Linked DNA regions of Mus musculus: regions 2, 3 and 4 are each linked to region 1. The links are chromatin contacts, called in public ChIA-PET, Hi-C and HiChIP or PLAC-seq maps. All regions are on one chromosome and are shown on one strand. Each heading gives the region's core, a stretch centred on a gene start, on an enhancer-like site or on the middle of the called end of the contact. The rest is flanking DNA. Distances are from core to core; before and after follow the strand shown. Region 1 holds the start of Efr3a (EFR3 homolog A). Region 2 has its middle 33 kb from the start of Gm23907. Region 3 has its middle 42 kb from the start of Efr3a. Region 4 overlaps Efr3a (EFR3 homolog A).

Evidence for each region. HiChIP or PLAC-seq counts read pairs in DNA pulled down with a chosen protein or histone mark. Hi-C and Micro-C count contacts between places; a contact is called where the count stands out from the background. ChIA-PET counts read pairs in DNA pulled down with a chosen protein or histone mark.
Region 2: a CTCF HiChIP or PLAC-seq map of CD8 T cells shows a contact between it and region 1, with 7 read pairs. The contact joins the enhancer-like site here to the promoter of Efr3a in region 1. A contact is called at or near these places in 1 of 15 datasets of contacts at CTCF or cohesin (CD8 T cells), 3 of 484 Hi-C or Micro-C datasets (Th17 cells and cortical neurons) and 6 of 115 datasets of contacts at active chromatin or transcription factors (the 230-238 cell line, CD8 T cells, T-cell acute lymphoblastic leukemia and 3 more).
Region 3: an RNA polymerase II ChIA-PET map of memory CD8 T cells shows a contact between it and region 1, with 261 read pairs. The contact joins the enhancer-like site here to the promoter of Efr3a in region 1. A contact is called at or near these places in 1 of 15 datasets of contacts at CTCF or cohesin (CD8 T cells), 3 of 484 Hi-C or Micro-C datasets (CD4 T cells and cortical neurons), 8 of 115 datasets of contacts at active chromatin or transcription factors (the SCID.adh cell line, bone marrow-derived macrophages, effector CD8 T cells and 3 more) and 1 of 9 other capture datasets (liver).
Region 4: a Hi-C map of CD8 T cells shows a contact between it and region 1, with 1.6 times the contacts expected there. The contact joins the enhancer-like site here to the promoter of Efr3a in region 1. A contact is called at or near these places in 1 of 15 datasets of contacts at CTCF or cohesin (the NIH/3T3 cell line), 13 of 484 Hi-C or Micro-C datasets (CD8 T cells, CD8 central memory T cells, the N1E-115 cell line and 9 more), 8 of 115 datasets of contacts at active chromatin or transcription factors (the 230-238 cell line, the SCID.adh cell line, cardiomyocytes and 3 more) and 3 of 9 other capture datasets (adipose tissue, liver and pancreatic islet).

What each region holds. Positions count from the first base shown.
Region 1 is chr15:65,785,328-65,788,773 of GRCm38.p6, reverse strand. Efr3a (EFR3 homolog A) reads right to left here and starts at 1,754. Exons shown (of 23, transcript NM_133766.4): 1 at 1,528-1,754. The coding sequence starts at 1,537. Gm41339 (a long non-coding RNA gene) reads left to right here and starts at 1,731. Exons shown (of 3, transcript XR_875389.2): 1 at 1,731-1,897. Gm41338 (a long non-coding RNA gene) reads right to left here and starts at 1,177. Exons shown (of 2, transcript XR_875388.2): 1 at 393-1,177.
Region 2 is chr15:65,725,442-65,728,887 of GRCm38.p6, reverse strand. No RefSeq gene overlaps it. Among named protein-coding and RNA genes, the nearest start is that of Gm23907, 33 kb to the right of the region's middle. Within about 2 kb of position 1,592, at least 41 of the 459 cell types and tissues checked have an H3K27ac peak or open chromatin away from gene starts, as enhancers often do. A contact at or near this core is called in the 230-238 cell line, CD8 T cells, effector CD8 T cells and 1 more, where this site is marked.
Region 3 is chr15:65,743,100-65,746,545 of GRCm38.p6, reverse strand. No RefSeq gene overlaps it. Among named protein-coding and RNA genes, the nearest start is that of Efr3a, 42 kb to the left of the region's middle. Within about 2 kb of position 1,880, at least 40 of the 459 cell types and tissues checked have an H3K27ac peak or open chromatin away from gene starts, as enhancers often do. A contact at or near this core is called in CD8 T cells, the SCID.adh cell line, effector CD8 T cells and 1 more, where this site is marked.
Region 4 is chr15:65,823,994-65,827,439 of GRCm38.p6, reverse strand. Efr3a (EFR3 homolog A) reads right to left here. Exons shown (of 23, transcript NM_133766.4): 5 at 2,705-2,826. Among named protein-coding and RNA genes, the nearest start is that of Gm41338, 38 kb to the right of the region's middle. Within about 2 kb of position 1,814, at least 2 of the 459 cell types and tissues checked have an H3K27ac peak or open chromatin away from gene starts, as enhancers often do. A contact at or near this core is called in CD8 T cells and conventional type 1 dendritic cells, where this site is marked.

The DNA.
Region 1 (3,446 bases), core at 505-3,004:
GTCTCTGCTTATACATTTAGTCTACTTTAGACACGGGGCATCTAAGAAGCACTCCTGCCCACTGAAGAATCTCGGACACCTTGAGGGCTCTGACCATCAGGAGAAAAAAAGCAAGAGCTACCATTTCAGAGCTGAACTTCTGTCCACATCAGTATCTCCCTTTGATTCCAGGTGATGCACAGCAACAAATTGACAGATAAGTCATGATCATTTCTCTTGACCTCCTACTCACGGTGAGCAATCTGACACCGAAGTTCATCCAAAACTCACTGGACACAGTAAATAAATCAAACATCCTAAAAATGTAACTATCAGCATCCTCTCTAGGAAACTAAATGCTAGCACATAACTAAAAGCTCGATGATTTTGCAGAATTTTAATGGGAATTTTACCAAGACAGTCCATATGCAGTCTCATCTTTTGATGTCCTTTATCTTTCTCCCCTTTCGTTTCCCAGAAGATTGGCACGGTGCTAATTCCAAATAGTCAAATAATAGAACATGAGTGTAAGGAATAATAAAACTGGCAATAATGATCATGAACAAGATAGGCAGAGAATATACCTCCAGGCTGGAGGAATCAAGCAGAAATGTAAAGTAAGAAACACAGAATAACGTGCAAACAAAATAAAACACACTTGGTATTTGAGGGGTCAAAGTGACCTTTACATTATGATGAAAGGTTTGACACAGCTATGAGGCAAACCATTCTAGTATTCAGAAAGAAATCTTTACCCAACACTAGAAGAAATTGTGCATTTGAAGCTGCCTAGAAATCCCGTACTTATGTCTACAGAAACCATGCAGGGCTAGTTAGGAATTCCGAGAAAAACATTCACAAGTCTTTAAAGATTCTATGGCAAGACACACTTACAAGAGCACTACTTGCAAAGACCCTCAAAAACCCATAACCAGCATCAGCCACCCAGTTAGCACGTAATCAATGTGAGCCACATGATTTAAAGCCTCAGCGTGAGTATCTGGGTCACTCTTAGCAACTGTGTAGTACCTTGTAGTACAGTGTCTCTCTCTCAAAGCCTCGACTACCGGGGTCATCTCGAAACCTATCGTCCCTCTGGGACAGCCGGGATGCTTGCTATGAGTGGAGCCCGGGTCCCACCGCAGGCGGGCAAGCCAAAACCGCGTCCAAGTCAGCCAAGAAGTAGTCAGACTGACACACTTCGGGGCAGCCCGGCCTCTGGCCGCAGGGAGGGCTGCAGCCTGTCCCTCGGACCTAAGTCCCTCAAACTAAGGCAGCACAGGCCTCGACCTTGGGGCCACAGTCGAGTGGGCCCGCGCGGCGAGTGGACCAGCCCGGGCTTCCCGGGTCGCACTGGTCTCCGTTACCGCGCCGTCACCGCGGGCCGCCGTCAGTTCCCGTAACGCTCCCGCCTCAGTTTCCCCGAGGGTGCACAGAGATCCCGCGCTCCCCGCCCACGGGACGCTGAAGTCTAAGCGAAACTAACTCAGGGCGGACCGGCGCTTCCTGGAGGCGCTGCCCGCCCGCCCGGCCTGGCCCGACACTCACGGGTAGGCATGGCGACCCGAGTTCGCCGCGCTCGCCGCCGTCCCGGGACTCAGAGGGGAAGCGCGAGCCGCGCCGACCGCAGCATGACTGCGGAAGCCCGGCCACGGACGCCTCGTCGGGGCGGAGGACGAATTGCCGAGAGAGCGGACGCCGACCGGGTACAGCGACCACCGGCCGTGATCCGCGCCCCGTCGACGACGCGGTGGGCCGACCCACGCCCGTGACGTCAGCGCGTTGCCGCTGGGAGGCTCCGCCCCCAAGCGCTAAGCTCGGCCCCCAAGCGGTGACTGCTTGGCTTGGCCCTTACCTGCAGAGTGGGCAGCAGGAAGGCTGGCTGTTTTAACTCCAAGGTCACTTTAGGACTGTGAGGGTAAGGCCAATAGTCTTGAGTGTAGTGACTTTCCCCAGGCTCCCGTTCGGATCTATTTAACTGCCAGATTTGTGTCGGAAAGCCCAATGCTTTTGAAATGCACTTGGGTTATCTGGGGTGATAGTTGAGCATTTTCTCTGAGGACAGAAGAAAATGTCATTTCTCCTGGGGCTTCCCGTAACTTTCAAAGTGAGACAGTCCTCAGGACTTGGTCTTCTTCTTTCGAACAAGTTCTGAACACTTGGCTAACCCTGTTCTTAGCTCTGGGTATCATTAATATTCTACTTGATGGGTCTATTGGGAATCACAAATCTGGGTCAACCCTAGAGCCAGGGCATCTCTAATGTGGGCAGTACACATAACATTGGCCAGACACCATACTCTGGCCACAGCCCCTTTAGAGAAATAAAAGCAATGTCCAGAAGTCCAATACTGTGTTTCCAAAGTGGCTCATTTAAGAGACATGGAATTCTGCTATAGAATTAGTAATGAGTATATTACTAAGTCCTGAGCTAATGCTGCTGGATAGCATATGGGATGATGTAACTATACACTTTGGTTTGCAGACCTATACCCTGGAGCGTAGTGCCAACTTTCTGCTTAAGAAATAAGATTGTGAAGTCTGAAGAGGAGGAGATAAAGAAGATGAAGTAACCAGGAAGGCCTGAGGGCAATTACTCTTTGAGTCAACTTGGAATAAAACAGAATTTGAATTAGCAAAGGCCTTGGAGGAAGGGGGGGGGGTGTGGAGAATAGAAGCAATTTCTCGAGTGAGTCATAGAAACGAGTGAAGGGAAGTACACGTAAGAGATGTGAGACTTGTCCCTTGCTGACAGGGAAGGACAAACCAGCAAGGATGAAGCCCATACTTAAACAGGTTCTGTGATCGTAGAGTCGTCAATCTGACAGAATCTGGAATTACCGGGGATGCAGGCCTCTGGGCATGCCCGTGAGGATTATCTTGATTAGGTTAATTGAGGTGGGAAGACCTGGACAGCATAAGTGCCAAGAGACAGCTCAGCAGCAGAACACACAGAGCACTCGGCTTCCCAGCAGTACAGTCCACTGCTGCTACATCTTCACCAGAACTGACTGCAACCTTGAACTGTGAACCAGAAGAAGCCCTTTCTATGAGATTCAATATGGTGGGGTGTGCCTTTGGTTCCAGCCAGAGCAGGCAGCTCTCTGTGAGTTTAAGGACAAGTTGGATCTGTATATAAAGTCTCAGGCCAGCTAGGGCTACACAGTGAGATCCTGTACTAAAAATCAGCCAAACAAAATAAACACTTTCTCTCTTAAGTTGCTTATATCAGAAAATTTATCATAGTAACAGAAAAAATAACTTAAGCTCCAGTGAAGTGTGACCTCTAAATTATTTCCTCGTCTCACTTGTCTCCCCGAGACTTTCACTACCTTTGTATGCCTATACTGTCAGGTTTTACCCTTGTAATATTAATGATACTGTTGCAAGCAATGATATTCTGCCACTGGGATACCTAGTTTTAAAGGAATAGAAAAATGTCCATACTTATAAGTAGGAATACAAATG
Region 2 (3,446 bases), core at 343-2,842, 60 kb after region 1:
TCTTGGTTTCCAGTTAGTGGATTATTAGGACTAATTGGGAGGTATGGTCTTGTTGGAGTTTGTGTGGCCTCATTGGACAAGGTATGCCACTAGAGGTGGGCTTTGATGTTTCAAAAGCCAATGCCAAGCCCAGTTTCTTTGTTATGGATCAGGATTTAAAGCTCTCAACTTCTTCTCCAGTACATGCCTATCTGTTTTCTGCTGTGATGATAATGAGCTAACCCTCTGAAACTATAAGCAAACCTCCGGTTAAATGATTTCTCTTTATAAGAGTTGCCTTGGTCATGGTGTCTCCTCAGAGTAATAGGACAGTGACTAAGACATTCCCCAAGTTGCTTTGTATCATGTTATTTATTACAACAACAAAAATAAACTAGAACACCATCATATTGGAGATTAGGTTTTAAAAGAAGTTTGGACACATACACGTTAATTAAATAGCAATAACATGTAGAAGAAATGTATTTTCTTAGGTCTAGATTATAGAAGTTAAAGATCAAGTTAGTATTACCCTAATCACCTTCAAAATTTTTTGAGATTATAATTTATATTTCTTTCTTTTCTTTCTTCCCTTCAAACCCTTAGTTAGGGTTTTACTGCTGTAACAGACACCATGACCAAGGACAACATTTAATTGGGGTTGGCTTACAGTTTCACAAGTTCAGTCCATTATCATTAAGGCAGGAAAATGGCAGCATCCAGGTAGACATGGTACAGGAGGAACTGAGAGTTCTACGTCTTCATTTGAAGGCTGTTAACTGAATACTCACTTCCAGGCAGCTAGGACAAGGATATTAAAGCCCATGCCCACAGTGACACACCTACTCCAACAAGGCATAATAGTGCCTTCTTCCTGGGCCAAGCATATACAAACCATGACAATGTCCCTCCCTACTCTCCTTCAAACTCATGGGCTCTTTTTTTGCTAATTGTTATTGCATGCACATATGAATGTGTATGTGTATATGTATATATACATATATTCCTAAATATAATCTTCTTGGTCTATATAATGTTACTTTTATGTTTATTTTCAGGGCTGACTATTTGGCATTGAACACCCAATTGGTATGTTCTTCCTGGGGAGAACAGCGTCTCCCACTCTCCATTTTCCTCACTTACCTATAGTTATTTGTGTAGGGTTGAGGCCTCATAGGATATTCTGTCTAGTTTGGATGGTAATCACCTTTTGTTTCTGAATATAGTCACATTGTATATCCCGGGGGTGAGGACTCCAGTGTGTGAATTTCTGGGAGACACAAACCATCCATAACAATGCTCACCTCTTAACACTCAATATTCCAGAGGACAGGATAAGAAGGGCTGTTAGCTTTACCTTATATGTAATCTTGTTATTTCTCATATTGCAACAGACATGTACTAATTTATGACTTGAAAAACATAAAAGCAGATTAATCCATGAAGGATGGTGTTATGGGTTCTAAGATGAAAAGGGTAAAACGGTGTGCTTTAGTCATTGTGACACAGAGATTCACTGTTTCATCAAGGGGCTTTGACCTCCTCATGACACCAGGTGTTGTGAACCCTTTGACTATATCAGTCCTGGCTGCAGAAACTCCAGAATGCACAACCACAAATGTGCTGCTCATGAGAAGAGCAATTTCTTGTTTTTGTAGGCTTCTAGGGGAAAGCAGACCATTCTAAGAACTTCATGACCACTTCCTTCCTGCCTTACTGTTGACTTCCCTCAGAGGCCAAAGTCAGTGAGCAGAGTATATCTTTGCTGATTGCTTACAGTAAAGTTGAAATTGATCTTGTCCAAACTGTTCTGCTGAAAGTGAGGGACAGGTGATTCTTCAAAGCAAAGTTCATGTTGTATTTGAAGCAGGAGGCCTAGACACTGGTGAAACCACTAATAGAAGCCTGAACTCACAAGGACTTCAAAAGCAATCTCTAATTCCTCCCTCTCTTCATGTTTTAGTGATGTCTTTCAAAGATGCTGTCTTTCACCTCTGAGTTCACTGAACTCATAGTGAACAAAATCTCCCTTTAGAGTGTAGGTTCCAGGATATCTCTTTCCCTGCACCTGGAATGTGGCTGGCAGTATATATTATTTACTTTTCTCCTTGATGTGACATTATAAGAAACAATTTAAGGAAGGAAGGGTTTATTTTATTTCAAGATTTGAAGGGATAGAGTCTATCTTGGCAATGAGGGCACAGTAACAAGACTATAAGACAATTGCGCACATGTTGACATCTGTCAGGAAGCAAAGAAGATGAAAACTCAGCTTGACTCTTACTCCATGTAGGACCCCAGCTCATGAAATGGGGCTGGATGCCAGTGGGATGGGTCTTCCCACCTCAGCTAACCTCATCTAAAAACTTCCTCACAGATGCATTCAGAGGTTTGTCTCCTTAGTGATTCTAGATCCTGTCCAATTGACAATAATTAGCATTACAAACAGGTGTAGCAGTGAGTTTAGCTACTTCACTTTATGCTCTCAATGGATCGCCCACTTCCAGCCACCTGCCCAGCAGCTCACTGGATTTTCGAATGAAAGAGACACAGACATATTAGCTGATTTTTGAAATGCCTTTGCTAACTCAATGACTGGGCACCTCTAGTTAGGGAAATCTCACTTGGTTGGTTGGCTTTATCTCCTACAGCTCCTATGCTCTTCTCCCCTCTCTTTTCCTGAGGGAATCTAGAAGTACCACTTCTTGCTCTTCTCCCAGCCATTGGCTGTTGGCAATTTATTAATTGTCAAAAACCAATTGGGGACAAGGACCTTTAGCATTTAGATATCCAATTAAATCAAAGCATTAGAACAAATCCCCCAAAACGGTAATTTTTTTCAATTTTTTATTAGATATTTTCTTCATTTACATTTCAAATGCTATCCCAAAAGTCCCCTATACCCTCCCCCTGCCCTGCTTCCCTACTTCTTGGCCCTGGCTTTCCCCTGTACTGGGGCATGTAAAGCCAAAACGGTAATTTTGAACACATGTATACATATTAATTTGGTATTCTCCATATGCTGACTGTTCTAAACACCAAAGACGTTTAAAAAACCCAGAATTCCTTTCCTTATGGAGCTGGTCCTCCAGTGGGGGCTCTACGCCATGAAAAGATAAAAAGGTTGCAGGCTAGTCATATGTGCAGTGAAGAAAATAAGAGTACAAAGAGGAACAGAGTGTGATTGGGTCAAGAGAGGCTACTGCAGATAGGGTGGTCAGGGAAGACTTCAGCAGCAGATACAAGGGTAGAAATGGCAGTTATACAAGCAAGCCTTAAGGATATGTTACTAGAAATAGCTCAGATTCAAAGGCTGTTCCTTTGTTGTGTTAGCTAGTAATTTTTAGTTTAAAAATACAACAAAAATGAACTGATACTATTTTAAGGAGCAGAAATATTACTGAAAAGGATACAGGACTATTTCCCATAGTGTCTTAGTTAGGGTTTTATTGATATGAAAAGAAACC
Region 3 (3,446 bases), core at 631-3,130, 42 kb after region 1:
TTCCTAAGGAATGCTGGCTTTTATATAGCCCCCAGAAACCCTCCTGTAATACAGGTTGAGCTCATGTCTGGATATTTGGACAGTCTCTTGAGTTTCAGGAACTGGAGTTTCCTTTGGACCTGGCTAGTAGGATGCTAGGATTTGACTTTTAAATTTGGACAATGTGCTTTGCTTGTTTCTACTATTTCCTTAACAACTACAATTTAAAATGACACCTTTTGAGAGTATGGGCTCTTTTTGGTTATTGAGCTGGAGCAAAGCTTTATTTGTTTCAGTTTTCTCACTTGTTGAAAGGAGAACACAGACCATATGTTTATGAGATTCTTCCACACTATAATATGAGAGGATCTAATTAATTATTATTAAATCAATGAAGATAGATAAACAAACAAACAAGAAACAAAAGGGCAGGAACCTCACAAGTGTATTTCTGTGGACTGGATCTTTGTCTAAGAGTCATTGCAGAAACTGTGAGGAATCCCAACAAAATCACCACATGTTACCAGAAAAAGGAGGATCCCGGTTTGGAATTGTTAGTCTAATAAGCAAAATAATTCAAGAATAGAGGCAAATGAAAGCTAGAGAACAACTTTTATTAGAGTTCAAAAACAACCCCTGGGGAGGCAAGTTGCAGTTTCCTGGCAGCTGCCTGGAAGAGGAGACTAGCTAAGGAAGAGCCATTTGAGTTAAATCAGCATGAAGGTCAGACATGTGGCAGACAGAAAGCCCCGTGGTATGGAGGAGGACTTTAGAGAAAAAAAATAAAGAGCTCAAAGAACTAGAAAAGGCACACTTAGGCTCTGGCCAGATCTGAAAGACAGATAGGAAAAAAGGAAAAGGAAAATTTACCTTTCTGAGTCAGGAATCACAAATGCAATCAGGTCCAATGTTTGCATTCCTTCTAGGCTCCACCCAACAGTTACCTGGCAATAAGCCAGGTAGGCCTGGCTTCCTCTCTCTTACTCTTACTCTTTCACTCTTTTATTATCATTGCCCCTTCTCTATATGACTCCTTTCCCCTTCTCTCCCCTTCCCCTCCTGCCTCTCTCTCTCCATGTATTCCTGGCCTGCTTCTCTTTCTCTTCTTATCTCCTCCCTACTCCTGTCTCTTTCTCTCTGTATGTGTGTATGTGTGTCTTTCTTTGTCTATAGTCCCTTCTCAACTCTCCTTCTCATGCCCTAAATAAACTATTCTACATTATACCCATTGTATAGCTGGTACCTACAGAGGGAGGGATGTCTCACCATACCATGCTCTATCAAACATATCCTGGTTCTCTTTTTTATAAAACACAGCATCCAACATAACTTCATGACAGCTCACAGATACTGAGTTGTGGTCAAGAATTCTGTAAAGAAAATGTGGATTCCTTCATTAAAGGCCTTATTATTCCTCATATGTCTTTAGCACTCCTGGGCTTCAGTTCTTTGGCAAGGCAATTGACCTGCTCTGCTTATCTCTTAACGGAGGAGACAATGACATGCCTCCACCTACAGCAAGATCGAGTTCTTTTTCTAGGTGGTAACAGCTTCCATTAATGGGTCTTCAATTCGACTCTAACATTAGTGAACAGTGAACACTGGGGAAAACAGGGTCTCTTTTGCAGATCATTAGTTTTGTAATTAAAAAAATAAAGTCCAAACAGACTCGGAAGGAAACTCAAGGACCATTTTATTGAAGTTTGAAAGAGAAATACATCAGAGCATATGGGATCTTAGCAGATACCAATGTCACCTGGAAGAAAGTCCTCCATTATGCAATATCCACATTGTGTGTGAGTTGAGAAGAGAAATTTGAGCAAGACACAGAAAAGCAGTCACAAAATAGGTTTACTAAAATGAAAGTGAAAGCAAAAGCCCACACCAAACTGTCACAACGGGTCAGAGCAAGCATGTCGCTTAAAAGCCCCTCACTTCCCTGTCTAGGGGTCTCTAATTACACAAGGGAAGATGGAGTTCCTTGAAAGGCTGATGTTACTCTGACTGGTGTAAGATGCTTGACACCCCCTAGGTCAAATTATGCTTACTACAGATGTACCGTCCAATGATCTCTATTATAATCATATTCATGAGATGTAGTGCAAATGCATTAATACTTAAATGATTTGTGAGGACAGAAAGGCTTAAACTTTTTTCTTTTTTTTTTTTTCCATTTTTTATTAGGTATTTAGCTCATTTACATTTCCAATGCTATACCAAAAGTCCCCCTTACCCACCCACCCCCACTCCCCTACCCACCCACTCCCCCCCTTTGGCCCTGGCGTTCCCCTGTACCGGGGCACACAAAGTCTACGTGTCCAATGGGCCTCTCTTTCCAGTGATGGCCGACTAGGCCATCTTTTGATACATATGCAGCTAGAGTCAAGAGCTCAGGGGTACTGGTTAGTTCATAATGTTGTTCCACCTATAGGGTTGAAGATCCCTTTAGCTCCTTGGGTACTTTCTCTAGCTCCTCCATTGGGAGCCCTGTGATCCATCCATTCGCTGACTGTGGGCATCCACTTCTGTGTTTGCTAGACCCCGGCATAGTCTCACAAGAGACAGCTACATCTGGGTCCTTTCGATAAAATCTTGCTAGTATATGCAATGGTGTCAGCGTTTGGATGCTGATTATGGGGTGGATCCCTGGATATGGCAGTCTCTACATGGTCCATCCTTTCATCTCAGCTCCAAACTTTGTTTCTGTAACTCCTTCCATGGGTGTTTTGTTCCCACTTCTAAGGAGGGGCATAGTGTCCACACTTCAGTCTTCATTTTTCTTGAGTTTCATGTGTTTAGGAAATTGTATCTTATATCGTGGGTATCCTAGGTTTTGGGCTAGTATCCACTTATCAGTGAGTACATATTGTGTGAGTTCCTTTGTGATTGTGTTACCTCACTCAGGATGATGCTCTCCAGGTCCATCCATTTGGCTAGGAATTTCATAAATTCATTCTTTTTAATAGCTGAGTAGTACTCCATTGTGTAGATGTACCACATTTTCTGTATCCATTCCTCTGTTGAGGGGCATCTGGGTTCTTTCCAGTTTCTGGCTATTATAAATAAGGCTGCTATGAACATAGTGGAGCATGTGTCCTTCTTACCAGTTGGGGCTTCTTCTGGATATATGCCCAGGAGAGGTATTGCTGGATCCTCCGGTAGTGCTATGTCCAATTTTCTGAGGAACCGCCAGACTGATTTCCAGAGTGGTTGTACAAGCCTGCAATCCCACCAACAATGGAGGAGTGTTCCTCTTTCTCCACATCCTCGCCAGCATCTGCTGTCACCTGAATTTTTGATCTTAGCCATTCTGACTGGTGTGAGGTGGAATCTCAGGGTTGTTTTGATTTGCATTTCCCTGATGATTAAGGATGTTGAACATTTTTTCAGGTGCTTCTCTGCCATTCGGTATTCCTCAGGTGAGAATTCTTTGTTCAGTTCTGAGCCCCATTTTTTAAGGGGGTTAT
Region 4 (3,446 bases), core at 565-3,064, 39 kb before region 1:
TCTACAAGAACTGCAGGGATTAGGGATGGAACACAGAATGAGGGGGTAGCTAACAAATAACTGCCCAACCCATCCCATGGGCAAGTACCAATCTCGATGATTAATGATACTCTGTTTTGTTTACAAGACATGAATCTAACATGGCTATCCTGAGAGTCCAGACCCACCAACTGACAGATCAGACAGATACAGATACCCACAGTCAGAAGATGGAGCTTGGGGACTTTTATGGAAGAATAGAAGTAAGGATTGCAGTCCTAAAGGGAAAGAGACTCCACAGGAAGACCACTAACCTGGACCCTTGGGGCTCTAAGAGACTGAACCACCAACCAAAGAATATACATGGGCTGGGCCTAGGCCTTCCCTCACATATATAACAGATGTACAGCTTGATCTTCATTTGGGTCCTGAACAACTAGAGCAGATGCTATCCCAAAAGCTGTTGCTTGTATATAGGATATGCTCTTCTAGTTGGGCTGCCTTGTCTAGCCTCAGTGAGAGAGGAAGCACCTAGCCTCAGGGACTTGAAATGCTAGGGTTGGGGGATACCCAGGGGGGCCTCCACCTGCTCAGGGGAGAAGGGGAGGGGGGAAAGATTATGGGAGGGGGTAGTGAGCAGAATATAAAATGAATAAGTAAAAAACAAACAAAAATAGATGGATGGATGGATGGATGGATGGATAAAAACCTAGCTACTAAGGTAAGACTAACAAATGAATCGTCACTGAGAAAATCCAACAGAGTGTGACACTGAGTATAGCAACCCCTCCAGGACAGAAGTAGATGAACACCATATAATGGACTCCATAGTAAAAGTCTGTGTGTGCGTGCACAAATGCCCATGCGCTTGAGATCCTACACATTTACATTTGTTTACAGTTGGTGAATTATTGCTTTATTTTGTATTCTTGGTTTGGTTTGGAGAAACATTATTGTACTGGGTTTTTATTTGTTTTTGAGAAAGAAACTAAAGTTGGGTGGATAGGGAAGGGAATAGGAGAATAATTTCTAGACTCATCTCTGACTGTCCAAGCCTGAAGGTTCTGCAGGACTTGTATTTTACTAAAGTGTAAAAGGATAAAAAATAAGAATCTAAGTTGGAACCTGAAAAGAAATTTAAATAAACTGAAGAAAACTGAATTGACTTTTACTCAAGGAAAAAAATTGCAACTTGTATCTTCAAGCATTTTAATTGAAACATTGTTTTAACAGTGATTCAAATGAAAACTTGGCAATTTTAACTTCAGAAACTTGTGCTGATAAATGACCCCTAATTGGTCAACCATAAAAAAATAGACATATAAACATTAAATGGACTCAGTGGGTTGTATTTATACATTTAAACACACACACACAAACATACACACACACACATATGCACTCCCACACAAATATAAAATAATCATAATTAAAGAAAAAAGATGTCATGAACTTGATGGAAGATAGAAAAGGTTGGAGGGAAGTGAGGGATGGAAGATAGAAAAGGTTGGAGGGAAGTGAGGGGAGGAGAAATTATGCAAATACAGTAAAAAAATAGTAATTCTGGATATAAATAGTATGTTCAAAATACAAGGTTTTCCACCAGGGGGCGATAAATAGTTAAAGATAAGGTAATTTCATGTTTGAATTATTCAAACACATTTTCTTATATGATTAAAAGCATTTTAAAATGTCTGTTAGGAGATAAAATTTTAGTAGTGATGAGGTGGCCAGGAAGGTTTAAGACATCACATAGTGAATAAATGGCCTGGACTGTAATGAGGAGAAATTACAGTCAGGCCAGTCACATGGAGAAAATGACTATAAAGTCTCCTCAGCATCCTTTCTCCAGTGACCCATAAGTCTCACGCCTGCTTTCACTGTGTGCACCTGCTGGGGGCACACTCTGAAGCAGTTCAGAGAAAATACACCGGTTCTCCATTACTAACATAACCTCTGAATTAGGATGGCAGTAATGCTCACACTAATATTGTTTATCAGCATCATTTTTACTTTTATTTTTAACTACACACCATTAGTCACTAGTCAAAGTGCTCAGTAATACAGCAGTGCTCAGAACAAAAACCCCTGGCCTCCTGTCCTGCTCTCTACCAAGAGAACAGGAAAGGGAAAAAGGTTCGGAGTGGTGGTGCACACCTTTAATCCCAGCACTCAGCAAGCAGAGACAAGAGGATCTCTCTGAGCTCATGCCAGCCTCGTCTACAAAGCAAAAAGCAAGGTCTAGAGTGACTAGGATGACATAGAGAGGCCCCATATCAAGAAAACAAAAACAGAATAAAAATGAAAAGATAAGGAACAACCACAAGTAGCTCAGCAGTAGGTAAGAGTGAGGTTAGTAATGAAGTCATCCAGGAGCGAACCCTGAGTGAAGTGAGGACAAAGCTGAACACGCTAGACTGAGAACATAGCTTCTGAATGGACTGAAGAGGGCCATGCCCAGAGTAATCCCGAGACAGCAAGCGGATCACAGGAACTGAAACAGGCAGAGGAGGAAATGGGTCACTCTGGACGAGAATAAGGACTCTGAATTTCAACCACTTTCATCTTGCACATTCAGTTGAATACTGTATGTTCTAACAATGGAAGGCTGTTTCATGAGCATCTCTCATGCCTTTTGTAGTCACTGTGAAGTACAGCAGCACAATATTCAGTCACTTCTTGTATCAATCACTTAAGGTAAGTCATGAGGTAAAACAGTACATACTCGGTTCGTATTTCTGGATCACTATGACAGGAGTGACACATGGCACTGAATCGAGATACAAAGAAGTCATAACGTCTATGATAGGACGGTGTATCTTCTTCAATATTTGCAAATTTGACAAACTAAAAAACAAAAATAACAATACAAACAAAATACGTCACCTTTTAAAAGTGAGTAAACACATTTAGCCTCCTTATCTATTACACTAACAAGCAACATCCAAATAAGCAAATGGAACACATAAAACAACAAATGCTGTATATGTACAAATACTGTATATGTATATGTAATAATAATCTTTTAGAAAACCAATGATACAGCTCTCTAAATAAAAAGAGTATGCAACCTGGCTGATGTTCTGTAAGACATTTACTTTTACACTTTTGTTTTTTGTATTTTTCAAATTTGCTATAATAAACACATCACTTTTAAAATAGAATAAAAAGGTAGAAACAAAACAAAAATGGACACTAAGACCTTTCTTAAATGTGAGGGGGATGTTGAAGAGGATAAACCTTAATTCTTTTGTTATTGAAAGTTATAAATACAAAGATAATCTAAGCAACTGTCTGTGGCAGACAGCTTCTACTGCCCTTGTAGATATAAGAGCAGAACATAAAATGTGAGGACACTCCAGAGGAGCTCTCCCAGTTCACAGAAGTCCTAATTCTGCAAACTGCAAGTTCTTTTGTGCTAATTTCTTAAATAAGGTGGAAGACAACAGAGAAAGGCACATATGTCT